3 separate regions of the Mus musculus genome follow, and all the other regions are linked to region 1. The links are chromatin contacts, called in public Hi-C and Micro-C maps. All regions are on one chromosome and are shown on one strand. The core of a region is the stretch at or near the end of the contact, and the rest is flanking DNA. Distances in the headings are between cores, read along the strand shown.

Evidence for each region. Hi-C and Micro-C count contacts between places; a contact is called where the count stands out from the background.
Region 2: a Hi-C map of B cells shows a contact between it and region 1, with 5 read pairs. The contact joins the promoter of Tmem170 here to the promoter of Cmc2 in region 1.
Region 3: a contact with region 1 is called in a Micro-C map of the HL-1 cell line, with 4 times the contacts expected there. The contact joins the promoter of Dhx38 here to the promoter of Cmc2 in region 1.

What each region holds. Positions count from the first base shown.
Region 1 is chr8:116,919,697-116,923,774 of GRCm38.p6, forward strand. It overlaps Cmc2 (COX assembly mitochondrial protein 2), which reads right to left and starts at 1,740. Exons shown (of 4, transcript NM_026844.3): 1 at 1,655-1,740. It overlaps Cenpn (centromere protein N), which reads left to right and starts at 2,044. Exons shown (of 12, transcript NM_028131.3): 1 at 2,044-2,087; 2 at 2,632-2,745.
Region 2 is chr8:111,874,449-111,878,460 of GRCm38.p6, forward strand. Tmem170 (transmembrane protein 170) reads right to left here and starts at 2,227. Exons shown (of 3, transcript NM_025781.2): 1 at 2,055-2,227. The coding sequence starts at 2,187.
Region 3 is chr8:109,564,084-109,568,293 of GRCm38.p6, forward strand. It overlaps Dhx38 (DEAH (Asp-Glu-Ala-His) box polypeptide 38), which reads right to left and starts at 1,778. Exons shown (of 27, transcript NM_178380.2): 1 at 1,408-1,778. It overlaps Txnl4b (thioredoxin-like 4B), which reads left to right and starts at 1,809. Exons shown (of 4, transcript NM_175646.4): 1 at 1,809-1,980.

The DNA of each region.
Region 1 (4,078 bases), core at 490-2,989:
AGAGAAGGTATTATAAGAGGTGACATCCCTATATTTTAACGCCATCTGTATTTCTTTTAGAGAGATTTTGCTATTCTGGCTGCCCAAGAAAGAAACTTACACTACAGTTGCCATTCCTAATAGTTTAAAATAAGCAAGGAGCTGGAGAGATGTTTGGTGGGTAAAGCTCTTGCTGTGCCTTAGGTGTCTGCACCCCTTATTGCGGAGATCGGGTCAGGCAGACCCCAAGAAGGTTCTCATGGCTAGCCAACCTAGCCAAAACAGCAAGCTAACACAGTTAAGGAGAAAGCAGGTCTCAAATCCGTAAGGCAGATATAGACATAGAGCATGAGGGTTGGCTGGACTGAGGTCAGGCCCAATCCCAAAACAGACACATACAAAAATACACACTAATTAAGGCCAGCAAGTGCATGAGGACTTGAATTCAATCTTCAAAACACACATGGTGGAAGGAGAAAACTAACTCCAGTGAGCATCTTCTGACAGGCAGGCGTGCACGCACACACACGCACACACACACACACACACACACACACACATGATCATTTCTCAACTATCACCTTAAAACTGCTTCTCAAAAGAATAGGCCTCTGCCGGGCGTGGTGGCGCACGCCTTTGATCCCAGCACTTGGGAGGCAGAGGCAGGCGGATTTCTGAGTTCAAGGCCAGCCTGGTCTACAAAGCGAGTTCCAGGACAGCCAGGGCTACACAGAAAAACCCTGTCTCGAAAAACCAAAAAAAAAAAAAAAAAAAAAAAGAATAGGCCTCCTCTGCATCATTCTGGAACAATCTCCTACTAGTGCCAGGTAGGCAGGTAAGTAGTCTGCTAAGACCAGGGAAATTTTAGAGGAAAAAAGAAATAAATGTCTGCTGAATGTTGACATTTAACACTGAAAATGGAGAGGCGTATTTTCACTTCGATCAACCAAATACCAAGGCCTGGATGTACAAGACAGAAAAGATGTCAAGAGAATCCCTTTGCCAAGGCAAAGTTGCATACATTTAAAGTGGGTTTTGTTACTAACACAGGGTCTAGTGTAGCCTCAAATTCCTTATGTTGCTGAGGGTGACCTTGAATTCCTGATTCTTGCCTCCACCACCTCCCCAGAGCTGAGATTGAAGCAAACCATCCTACCCTCCTTGCCTGGGGTTTTGTTTGATTTCGAGAAGTTTTAACAGAGGCTTCTAATACATCTATTGTGAAAACACTCACAGTCGTCCTCGAAGCCTATCTAACGGACCCTAAACATTACTTTCCTTGTCAAGTGTACCGTGGGGGATCTTTACAGATACCCACATCACCAGCCAGTCCAGTGACTTTTCAGTAAAGAAACTTTTGACGGCAGCTCCCTAGATTAGTTATCAGCCAGAACAGTTAGCTCAATGCGCCCTCAGTGTCACGCATCTCCAAAGTTTTGCAGCAGGGTACGCGCACTCGACCAGGCGCGCGCCCAAGGTCGCAATGCCAGCGAGCGGCGGGCAGATCTCAGCAGTGTGACAGCTCATGCCCGCGGCTCACCAAGAAGAGTGTTCCTAGTAAAGGTCCAAGGGCAGGGACATGGGTGAACCTAGCGCGGCGTGGGAAGCTAAAGAGCCGCGTCCTTCCGCCACAGGCAGCCAGATGCCCGGAGGCTGAAGGACACCCGACACTCACCGTCACTCAGCCCCTACAAGAAGCACAGAAAGAGAAGTCACCGACACGGAGCCCGCAGCTCCCTTAGGACTTGCAAGCACCGACGCTCCGCGCATGCGTCATCCTGCATGCATCGCTCCGCCTGGACCGGTCCACTGTCCCATGCTGAGGGGGATCTAGGGCCATCCCACCGGGGCTCGGCGGGGACAGCACACAGAGATGACTGCCAGGTGGAATTCGAGACGGAGAACAATTATATTTACATGATCCTGTCTCTGAGTACAGCGACTCTGGGGATCTAAAGCGTTTTCCATCAGGCGCCCACAGCCGCGTCCCCCCGTGCAGCCGAAGCAGTGCGGAGGGCTTGCCAGGTGGGCGGGGCCCGAGCGGCCATTGGCGGCTTCAAAAGCACCTCGGCGGGAACCGCTGCAGAGACGGCGGGCGATGTGGACTGGTAAGGCAGCCTCAGCGACACCGAATTGGACTCGGAGGCGGCGGGAGGACTACAGGAGCCAGGCCTCAGACATCTACGGGGGCCTTGCCACGGCGCAGTTCCGCCACGGGATCTTAGCCTAGGAGTGACACTAGTGGAGGCCGGGTCCGGGCCAAGAGGGCCGGGATGAGCGTCCATGGCGTCATATCCGCCCGGAGTGGGGCGGGGTTTTATGTCCCTTGGCGTTTATGCCATGGAGGCTCCGGGCTGCCCGCTCAAGAGCTGCTTTACTTTGATCCTTAGGTTCCGTCGAGCCTAGGTGTCAGCTCTCTAATTCCTAGCCTCGCCTCAGTTTTTGTCCATGCCTCCTGTTGCTATACTCCTTGTGCTCCATGCGGGTCTACCGGATCGTTATTGTCACGTGTACATTCAACAGCCTTGTCTTAGCTGCTACCATGAATAAAGCGCTAGAAAATAGAAATTGAAATAGTAACAGGGCAGAAAGTTCACTCAAAGACTTGCTAACTTTGTTGATGTGTTACGCCCTTTCTGTCATTTCTTTTAGGAAGGGCATGGTGCAGATAGATCACTCAGAATTAAGAATCTTCGGAAGTGCTAAGGATTGGGCACCCCACCCCGAAGGCCCTGATCTCCGAAGTTTATAGCCGCATCTGGCCTGGTCAGTACTGGGATAGGAGAAATGCCTGCTTTGCATACACTCTCCTCTAATTTACCTCACTGAGGATCAGGAAAACGCTCTCAGATGTTGTCACGAACAAGGTGTTGGTTTAATAGTTGACAGACAGTGGAACTATATCCTTCCCTTGTGCATACCGCTTAGGGTGGGTATCCAGTCACTCTTCCATCAGTCATTAGTCAAGTGCATATGAGATTGTTCTTGGGTGACCAGACTCGCTGTGTGATTTGGCTCATGGTGACTGAAATTGCTAGGATCAGAACCCCCCAGCCCTGGCAGCCCTAACAAGCTAGGCTCCATAGGCCACTTAAAAGGACAAGTCTTTTGTTTGTTTGTTTGTTTGTTTGTTTTGTTTTTTCGAGACAGGGTTTCTCTTTATAGCCCTGTCTGTCCTGGTACTCACTTTGTAGACCAGGCTGGCCTTGAACTCAGAAATCCGCCTGCTTCTGCCTCCCAAGTACTGGGATTAGAGATGTGCGCCACCACCGCCTGGCTAAAAAAGACAAGTCTTAAATGAGAGGCAGAAAAGAGACATGTATTCAGTGTGGCCACACTGGGAAGAGCAAAGAGGTCTAGTGACCCACACACCAAGTGTTGAGTCCTGAAACAGAAGATTCAACAGAAAGCAGAGGGTATACACAACTAAGCAGCCCTAGTCACGGTGTGGTCCTCCCATCTCTGAGACATCGTTGCCCTGGTGTTGCAGTCCCTTCTGCAAGAGGGTCTGACAAGGAGACAGAAAAGCTCCCTCTGACTGGCACCAGGTGTCAGCCTTTCCTTCCCCATCAGATCCCTGGGTTGAACTCCATGTCTCTGTGGGGACACTCACAAGTGCCTCTTTTTAGAATGACTTTGCTCCTGCCAGAACAGTTATAAAACGGCTATAGAGTTTAAAAACATAGTTGTGAATAAGATCAACATAGTCCCTGTCTTGAGCAGAAAAAAAAATTAACGTAGCTATGATAAAATTATAAAGCCAATTGCAGGTGGTTCTGTAAAAATAATAAACGATGGAAGATTGGAAAAAAAAAAAAAACAAACAAACCACTGTTGGATGATTGCAGTAAGTTTCCTGGGGAGCCAGGCAGTGGTGGTGCACACCTTTTTAAATGAACTCAGCTGGGACTAGAGAGGTAGCTCAGTTGGTGGAATGCTTGCCTCCGCATGCAGTAAGCCTTGGGGTCATCTCCCAAACCACATGAAACCGGATGTGGTAGCGCACACGTGTAACAGCAGTGCCTGGGAGATGGGGACAGGAAGATCAGAAGTTCACGCCAGCCTGGGTTGTGTGAGACCCTGTCTCAGGAGATAAAGA
Region 2 (4,012 bases), core at 977-3,476, 5.0 Mb before region 1:
GCAGGAATAAAACCCAAATACATCATGCGGATTAGCATTTTCAGGAGAGTCTGGAGAGATGGCTCAGCAGTTGGGAGCGGCTGCTGCTCTTCCAGAGGATCTGAGTTCAGTTCCCAGTGAGCCCTGAGCGCTGACGCATTATGGCTCATGTCTGACTCTTGATTAGCATCTGGACTTCAGTAAGGCTTCTGACCGGCTCCCTTTTCTCAGCTCACAGGCCATCTGCCTTTTTTCCTTCTTGGTAAAACAACTCTTTCTCTCACCAAATAAAAACAGAAACAAAATGAAAAAAAAAAAAAAGAATCACAAAGAAGAAACAGTTCAGAGATAGAGTGGTTGCTGCTCTTTCAGAGGACCTGAGTTCTATTTCCAGCAACCAGGTCAGATAGCCCAGCCACCTGTAACTCCCGGCCTCTGGCCTGGGTGGGCACCTGTACTCACATCCACACACCCAAACACATGCATATATTTAAAATTTTTTTTCTTTTTTCTTTTTTTGAGACAAGGTTTCTCTGTGTAGCTCTGGCTGTCCTGGCACTCACTTTGGAGACCAGGCTGGCCTCGAACTCAGAGATCTGCCTGCCTCTGCCTCCTGAGTGCTGGGATTAAAGGCGAGCGCCACGATGCCCGGCAATTTTTTGTTTTTAAGAAAAAAGCTATTTGGTTGACTAGAGAAAAATTTAAATAAGGCCTATTTAAATAACATCCCTTTATCCGTGTTATGGATTTTAGAAGTGATCTGACTTGGGGGCACCGTGACAGTGACAGGACACACATCCCTGGTTCAGAAGTTTTGAGCTCAAGAATCCTAATGTCTCGTCTTCCGCAGTGCAGGAAGTTAAATTGTGATGTGTACACACATGCACATTGATGTGACCAAGGCTGTAAAACCAGAATAGTCCTGCTTTGCATGAGACATCCATCAACACCAGCCAAATATACAACTGTGGCCCCATAATCTAGCCTACCATCTAGGCCTACCTAACCCCACCTATGATGGTCTCACAAGTGCCTAATGAGCCTCAGCTTTTAAGTAGACATGTGACTTTTACCACCCGAACTAAGCATATGGGTACTTGTTATTCTCTGTTTCGCCTTCTCAGGTTTGGAAATCTCCTTAATAGTTGGGAGAGAAGTAAGAAAATGAGTTAGAACAGACTCACTGAATCCTAGGAAAGAAAGAACCCTTCATCTTTTGGAGAAGGTCGCCAGAATGCTGTGTGTCTGTGTGTTTACTTATTTGTAATCACTTTCAGATTTGTTTGTTTATTTATATATGTATTTATTTGTAATCACTGTCAGGTGGGACACTAGTACTTCTGGAAACAATCTGAACTCCCAGACTCTTTTCTTGTGGGCAGGATCACAAGCTAACATCTTCAGCTGCCACAAAACAAAAAGGCAGCCACCTTGTCAGCTACTACACAGGCAGGTCCCAGGTGTCCACCGAGAGGCGCCTGGCAGTCGCTGCCCAGTAGATGAGACTCACAGGTGTCTGGTCGAAGGTTGCAGTCAGCAATCCCACCCGTCATCCTCTTTTACAACGTCACTGGGTTAGTTTCTCTTTGCGGCAGTGTCCTAATACCCCTACCCCCCCACACCCCACCCCACCCCCGCCTCTGTCGTCTTGCCTTCAAAAACCCAAAGCAATCATGCCCTCCCCTGAGGGCCTTTATTAATAACCTCAGGGGATCATTCTCTTCTCCACAACTTTCTGAATTGTAGCAGTTCTACAATGTAAATGTAACTTTAAAAGCCCTCCTGGCAGAAGGCGGCGAAGCCCGGGTAAGAGCTAAGAGCAATTTAGAAGTTCTGTCTTAAGTTCTTCTAGGTGCGGGTGGGGGAATCCGCAACAGGTCTGAGCAGGCTGGTGGGAAAGTGGGTGTAGGACAGAGTCAGAGGACAGCGTCAGCACACAGGCTCTCAGAGGAAGGATACTAGCAGTCACTAGGACTGGACAGCCGTCGCCCCAAGTGCGATTCCAGGGCTGCCTCGGCCTCGCCCTGGGAGGCAGGCGACAGGTGCGCAGTGCGCAGGCGCGGGGCGGGGCGTACCTGGGAAGGAGCAGAGCGAAGTGGAGTTGGGGCACAGGGTCCCGTTGCCCACCCGCGGCACGAGCTTCAGGCTGAGGATCTGCTGCAGGAGCCCGGCTGAGCCGCCGCCACCGCCGCTCCCCTCGCGCTCCATCCCGCCGCCATCCACCGCCCGCCGCGCCGCGGAGTACCGCACCTCCGCAGCCACGGCGTCACCTTTGGCCGGCCCTCTTCTCCCGCCCACTCCAACGGCGCTGCTAGAGTAATCGTTTCTCCTTCCAATCACAGGGCGCCGCAGATGGAGGGGGCGGGGTAACGGTTGTTCCCGCCCCCTGGCGCTGCGTTCGATTAGAGAAACCCACGGCATGCTGCGCCCCTAGTGGCAAGTTTCTTCTGCTCCATCTGGGTGTGTTGGGCTCTGCCCTCTTTAGTGCCACCTTTAAGTAGGACAAGTCCGGTGAGATTGCTCAGCGGGTAGAGGCGAGGTGTTTGCCTCCAAGCATGAAGGATTTGCCTTCCATCCCTAGGACTCATATGGTGAAAGGTGAGAACCAACTCCCATGGTTGTCTTTTTACCTTCACATACACATAGACTCACATACATTTTAAAATAGTATACAAGGATACATCACCAAAAATAAAAATTAAGTGACCACTAGCCTACTCAAATTTCTCTGTAGGACTGAATATGTATTGACAGAGAACCAGCCTAGCTGCACATCCCTAGATTCCAACCCCAGTTGCTTAGCCTGTCAAAGTCTATAGGTTCGCTGGGCGGTGGTGATACGTGCCTTTAAACTCAGCACTCAAGAGGTAGAGGCAGGCAGCTTTCTGAGTTCGAGGCCAGCCTGCTCTACTGAATAAGCTCCAGGACAGCCAGAGCTACATAGAGAAACTCTGTCAAAACCAAAACCAAAGCAAATACAAGACAAAACAAAAGACTGTAGGTTCAACTTCCGAACAACCAACAAGCAAAAATAAGACTTTTTAAATGGACCAAAACAGAGGCAGGCGGATTTCTGAGTTCGAAGCCAGCCTGGTCTACAAAGTGAGTTCCAGGACAGCCAGGGCTATACAGAGAAACCCTGTCTCGAAAAACCAAAAAGAAAAAAAGGACCAGAAATTCTCTAAGTCACAGAAGTTGAAACTTTTAGGAGCTGTGACCTGAGTTCCATCTCAGGAGCCCACGTGGTAAAAGAGAACCCATAACTGCAAGTTGTCCTTTGACCTGCACAGGTTCCCACACACATATGGCCATGGCTCTCCCTGGTTGTAAACTTGACGACGCCTGGAATGAACTAAAACCGCAATGGCTGGCGAAACCTGTGAGGGATTTAAAGTAGCAATACCTATAATCTGGATCTTTGAGGTGGAAAATCCACCTTTGATCTGAACCACGCCATCTACCGGTTTGAATATGCTTAGCCCATGCGAAGTGTGGCACGTATTAGGAGGTGTGGCCTTGCTAGAGGAAGTGTGCCACTGGGTAGGCAGGCATTGAGGTCTCCTAGTGTTTAAGCTCCACCCCAGTGCGGAGGAGACAGTTTCTCCTGCTGAGATTCTCTCAGCTCCCTCTCCAGCATGCCTGCTGCCCTGCTTCCTGTCATGATGATAATGGACTGAACCTCTGAAACTGTAAGCCAGCCCCAATGAAATGTTTGCCTTTATAAGAGTTGCTTCGGTCATGGTGTCTCCTCACAGTAGTAAAACCCAAACTAAGACACTGGCATTAGAACCTATTTAGAGATTCCAGTGTATACTGAAAGACCAGCGGGGTCATCCAGCCCCATGGACTGAACAACTCCTGGACTCTGGGCCTTCCATTAGTAGACAGCCATTGCTGGATTAGCTGGACCACTTCCTGTAAGCCACTCTATAAATCATATATATACATATATATATATATATGATACATTCAATAAATAATTTAACATATTCATTAATAAATATAAATATTTAAGTTCTCTCCCTCTGCAGAA
Region 3 (4,210 bases), core at 528-3,027, 7.4 Mb before region 1:
TCCACAGAACCACTGTGAGAATCAATTGTTGGTACACTGATGTGACGGTTGCATACTTGGTATTATGCTCCTGTACCCTGACTTCCCTTCCTGGTTTTTGATATGCATTCTCCCACCCACCCATCCCATTCCCTTTAAGTCACAAGTTCCACAGAGCAGAGAAGTTAGCTAGCACACGATTTCACCATCCATATTCTACACACTTGCTGACTTTTGTTGTGGATCAGTAGTGGTTTGTGGGAAAAGAGAAAAAAAGCATCCCATAGCAGGCAAAAAAAAAAAAAAAAAAAATCTCTTGAATAACAAACTGTGTTCGCCAAAATTACTTCCAAGAAATGTTAGGAAAGAGCATGTCTGGAACGTGTTTCAGAGACTGTAAGACCTCCCAGGTGTTTGGCTGATGTCAAATTCATCTTTATCTAACACCACCCGATTATAAGCTTGGACCTATGTTGGACATGTAGTTAATTATTCTCATTCCGATTAAGTTTATAAAGCATGAGAACTGTGACTTTTGAATCTAGACTTCTTTTGCTGTGTTCTAATTAACATGCACAGCTCTCCCAAGGGGCGCTGCAACACAATGTGGATGAAGAAGCAAAAGTTTCCCGAGGTAGAAGAGAGAAACAAAGTCGCATCTTATATGCATATTAAGAAATCTTGACAGGAAGGCTGAGATACAACGACTTACATCCTAAAGTGTCATTTGCATGCAAGCAGAGACTACTGTCTGTCTTGTTAACAAATGGCAAAGTAAAAACCTGATTAGATATCATTTATTGAAAGCGAACAGGAAGTCAGACATTTCTCTGGACAGGAAATTATTCACAACACAGGACAAGGAAGGACTTAATTAGCGGCTCAAAATAGCAAATAAAGCGGTCCACGGCCAGACTATGGAGAAACATCGGTGACAAAGAAGCCACAATGGACTTCTCAGGTTAGCAACTGCTTACTGCATGCGTCGTTAATCCACTTGCTATTCTCAACAATACCGATAAAGGAAAAACAAGAGCCCTTTCCTCTTAGGGTTAATACTCTACTTATAGATTATCCGCCAGATCTAGTGGAGACTCTTCAGTGAGACAGGAGGAAGGCACCAGAAGCCCTACCCAGGCTCTCCAACTATCGGGTACCAGGTTCGCGTACTGCCCTAAACGAGGGCACAGGGAGGACCCCTGAATCTCCGTGGGGCCGTTCCCAAACACCGGGATGAGACCAGAACATGGACAAAGTCCGGAGAAGGCTGAATGAACTTCTCCGCTCAAGCAAATAGAGAAACTTGGGTAACAAGGACTAGAGGAACTCTGAAATCAGGGCCCAAACAGAAGCCGCGAGCCGACACCGGCCGCCTGGAGCCGCCATGGCTGCCGAAGGACAGATCTGGAAAGAGAAAGAGACGCTCACCTCACCAAGCACGACTCTCGAGGCCTTCGGTTCCTGATCTGGAGACGCCAGCGCGGCCACCGCTCGATCCGAGGGTCTCAAAGAGGCAAATTCCGCTGTTTGAAAGCGGCCATCATCGTCCCATAATGCCCTGCGCGGAGCCTTCTATCCGTCCAAAAAGACCATCGAGAGCAGCCCACAAATCCAGGGTTCCGGGACGCCAGAGTGCAACCCCGCGAACAGGCCTTCCGAGCCTCAGTCTCTTCCTCTGGGTTCAGAGTCTCCTTGCGACCAATCGCGCTTGGCGTAAGAGTCAACACCCCGCCTCTGGCTCGGGGGTGTGCAAGGGAGGACAACACGAGACCGGCCATGTTTACTAAGGGCGGAAATGACGTCACTTCCTGTCGCTGGCGGCCAGTGCAAAGTGGAAAGGAACTAAAATAATCTTGTCGGATTACCGGACTATTGACTGGGGCGCGCGGTGGCACGTTCGTTTTCTGCGTCCGTGTTTCTCACTTCCGTTTGGGAGGATTTTTTTTTTTTTTTTTTTTTTTTTTTCCTGTCGGAGGAAGCGTTTCTAAGGATACAGCCCAGGTTAGTTGGGGTCTTTCCCAGGATGGCAGTGAGGAAAGAGGCAGTTGTGCCCTAGCTAACCGGTGGAGGAGCCCGGGTTGCTGACATGTAGACCGAAGTGTCCTCCATGGCACCTGTGAACCAGGGGGAACCCAACCACCAGGTTCTTATCAAAAACATGCGTTGGGTGTTTTGTAGACGTCAGCCCTGACGTAGATTAAAGTGACATACCGCTGTAATCCCAGCAGTTGTGAGGTTTAGGCATAAAGATTGCCACAAGTTTGAGGCCACTCTGGGGTACTAAGCGAGATCCTTGGAAAATAAGTTCATGTTCAGATATGTCCTTTGGTTATATCTTAGGATGCTTATTTCCATTATCCTATGAAAGCATTACACGTTAAGTTTCTACAAAAAAGAAGAATCAGACTTTACATACTGCTTCCGAATCTTTTCTTAGTAGCTGTATAAGATAGTTCGCAAGACTACTACTATCAGTGCCCTGTTGACAGACATGAACATAGGTCTTTGTGTCTATGTTCATATTCTCAAAAGTAGAGCTGTTGTGTAAAGAGGAGGCCAGTTTTCTTTCCAAAGAGCTTTTGCATCCAAATTCCAACGAAGTAGGCATGCCTCCGCTCTCTCTCCATTCTGAGTGTTACCGTCTCACTTGGTGTTTGTAGACTCAATGCATTTCTTAAATCTGCCTTTTAACTTGCTATCCTTTGTCTACGTGCAAAACTTGGCTTTCCAAATGTGTTTAGTGTTCATAATTTTTATGATTCTCCATTTGCATCCCTCATGCGAACACTGTCTTGGATGTGGTGTCGCTTTCCCCCTCCTTCCAACATCTGGCCTGTAGCACACCGACCCTCTCTGGTGACACGCCACACTCCCCCTTCCTCTTTTTATTACTAGTACGGGATTTGCTTACGTGAATTCTAACGGCGAGACGGGTCCAAATTCTCTTTGTGTTTCTCTTTCATCAGTAATTTGTTCTACACTCACAGTTGATGAAACCCCTCCTGGAAGTCAGCTTCCCTATTTAAAGGGTGACCTACAGGCTGGAGAGATGGCTCAGAGGTTGAGACCACTGACTGCTCTTCCACATGACCAGGGATTCAGCTCCCAGCACCCACGTGGCACCTCACATCTATCTTTAACTCCAGTCCCAGGGAATTTGACATATAGGCAGGAAGACATGCACATAAAACTATTAAAATAAACTGTGGCTTATAGGTGGAACAATTTCATTTCTTGTGTAAATTTTATTCATATCTTATGTGTGCATTGTTGTGTATGTGCATGAGTATATACTCATGTATATACACCTGTCAGTGCATGTTTGTACACCAAAGGCAACCTTAGGTGTTTGGGTTTGGGTTTGTTTTGTTTTGTATTGTTGACAACAAGGTCTCAGGCTGCCCTGCAACTTGGTGAACTGGCTAGGCTGACTGGCCACCAAATCCCAAGGATCTGGCTGAGTGCACTGAGTTCGTGAGCTACTCTCGCAGGCCAGGCTTCTTTTTAGATGGCTTCCGGGGATCGAACTGGGTCCTCACCCTTCCCAGGCAAGCACTTTACTAACTGAGCTATCCTCCCAGCCCTAATCCAGACCACGAAATATAATTTTTGATGAAGGGGAGAAAGGCAAATCACATTTCATAGCATTAACAAGCCTTGAAATTAAATGCAGAGTAACTAATATCCCAGTTGCATCTTCTGTGGGTACTGTCAATAGTGACTTGTCAGTCATGGGATTTTTCAATTAGGAAATGACTTGCCAAAAATTAGGAGCTAGACTAGCAATTTTGTAGCATGAGTTCTAGCCTTTGTCTCACAGCTAGAAGAGTAACAGAATGAACTAGTCTATAGAGTGAGAAGCCCAGCACCAAAGGAAGACAGAGAGAAGGTCAGATGAGGCCCCTCTACCTCAGTCTCCTCTGAGTCATTTATTTAATTATGACTTTCACACACTCTTAGTTGGTCTGTTTGCCATGTGATTAAGTGTATCTAGGAAGTCCCCTTAAGTCAGGACTCGAGAATATACAAACATTCGTCAATGAAGGACCCATGAAGTATGGTCCACAAATGAAGTAGTATGGAATCTCAAAGTCTTTTGTGTAGGGATATGGGAAGTTCAGTAAACGTTATATTAAAACAATGCAAAGCGCAGAAAGGGTGAATCATGTCCCCACCTCTGCCACCCCACCTTCCAGCCACTCTCCCTCCTACTCCAGACTGCTGAGGTCAA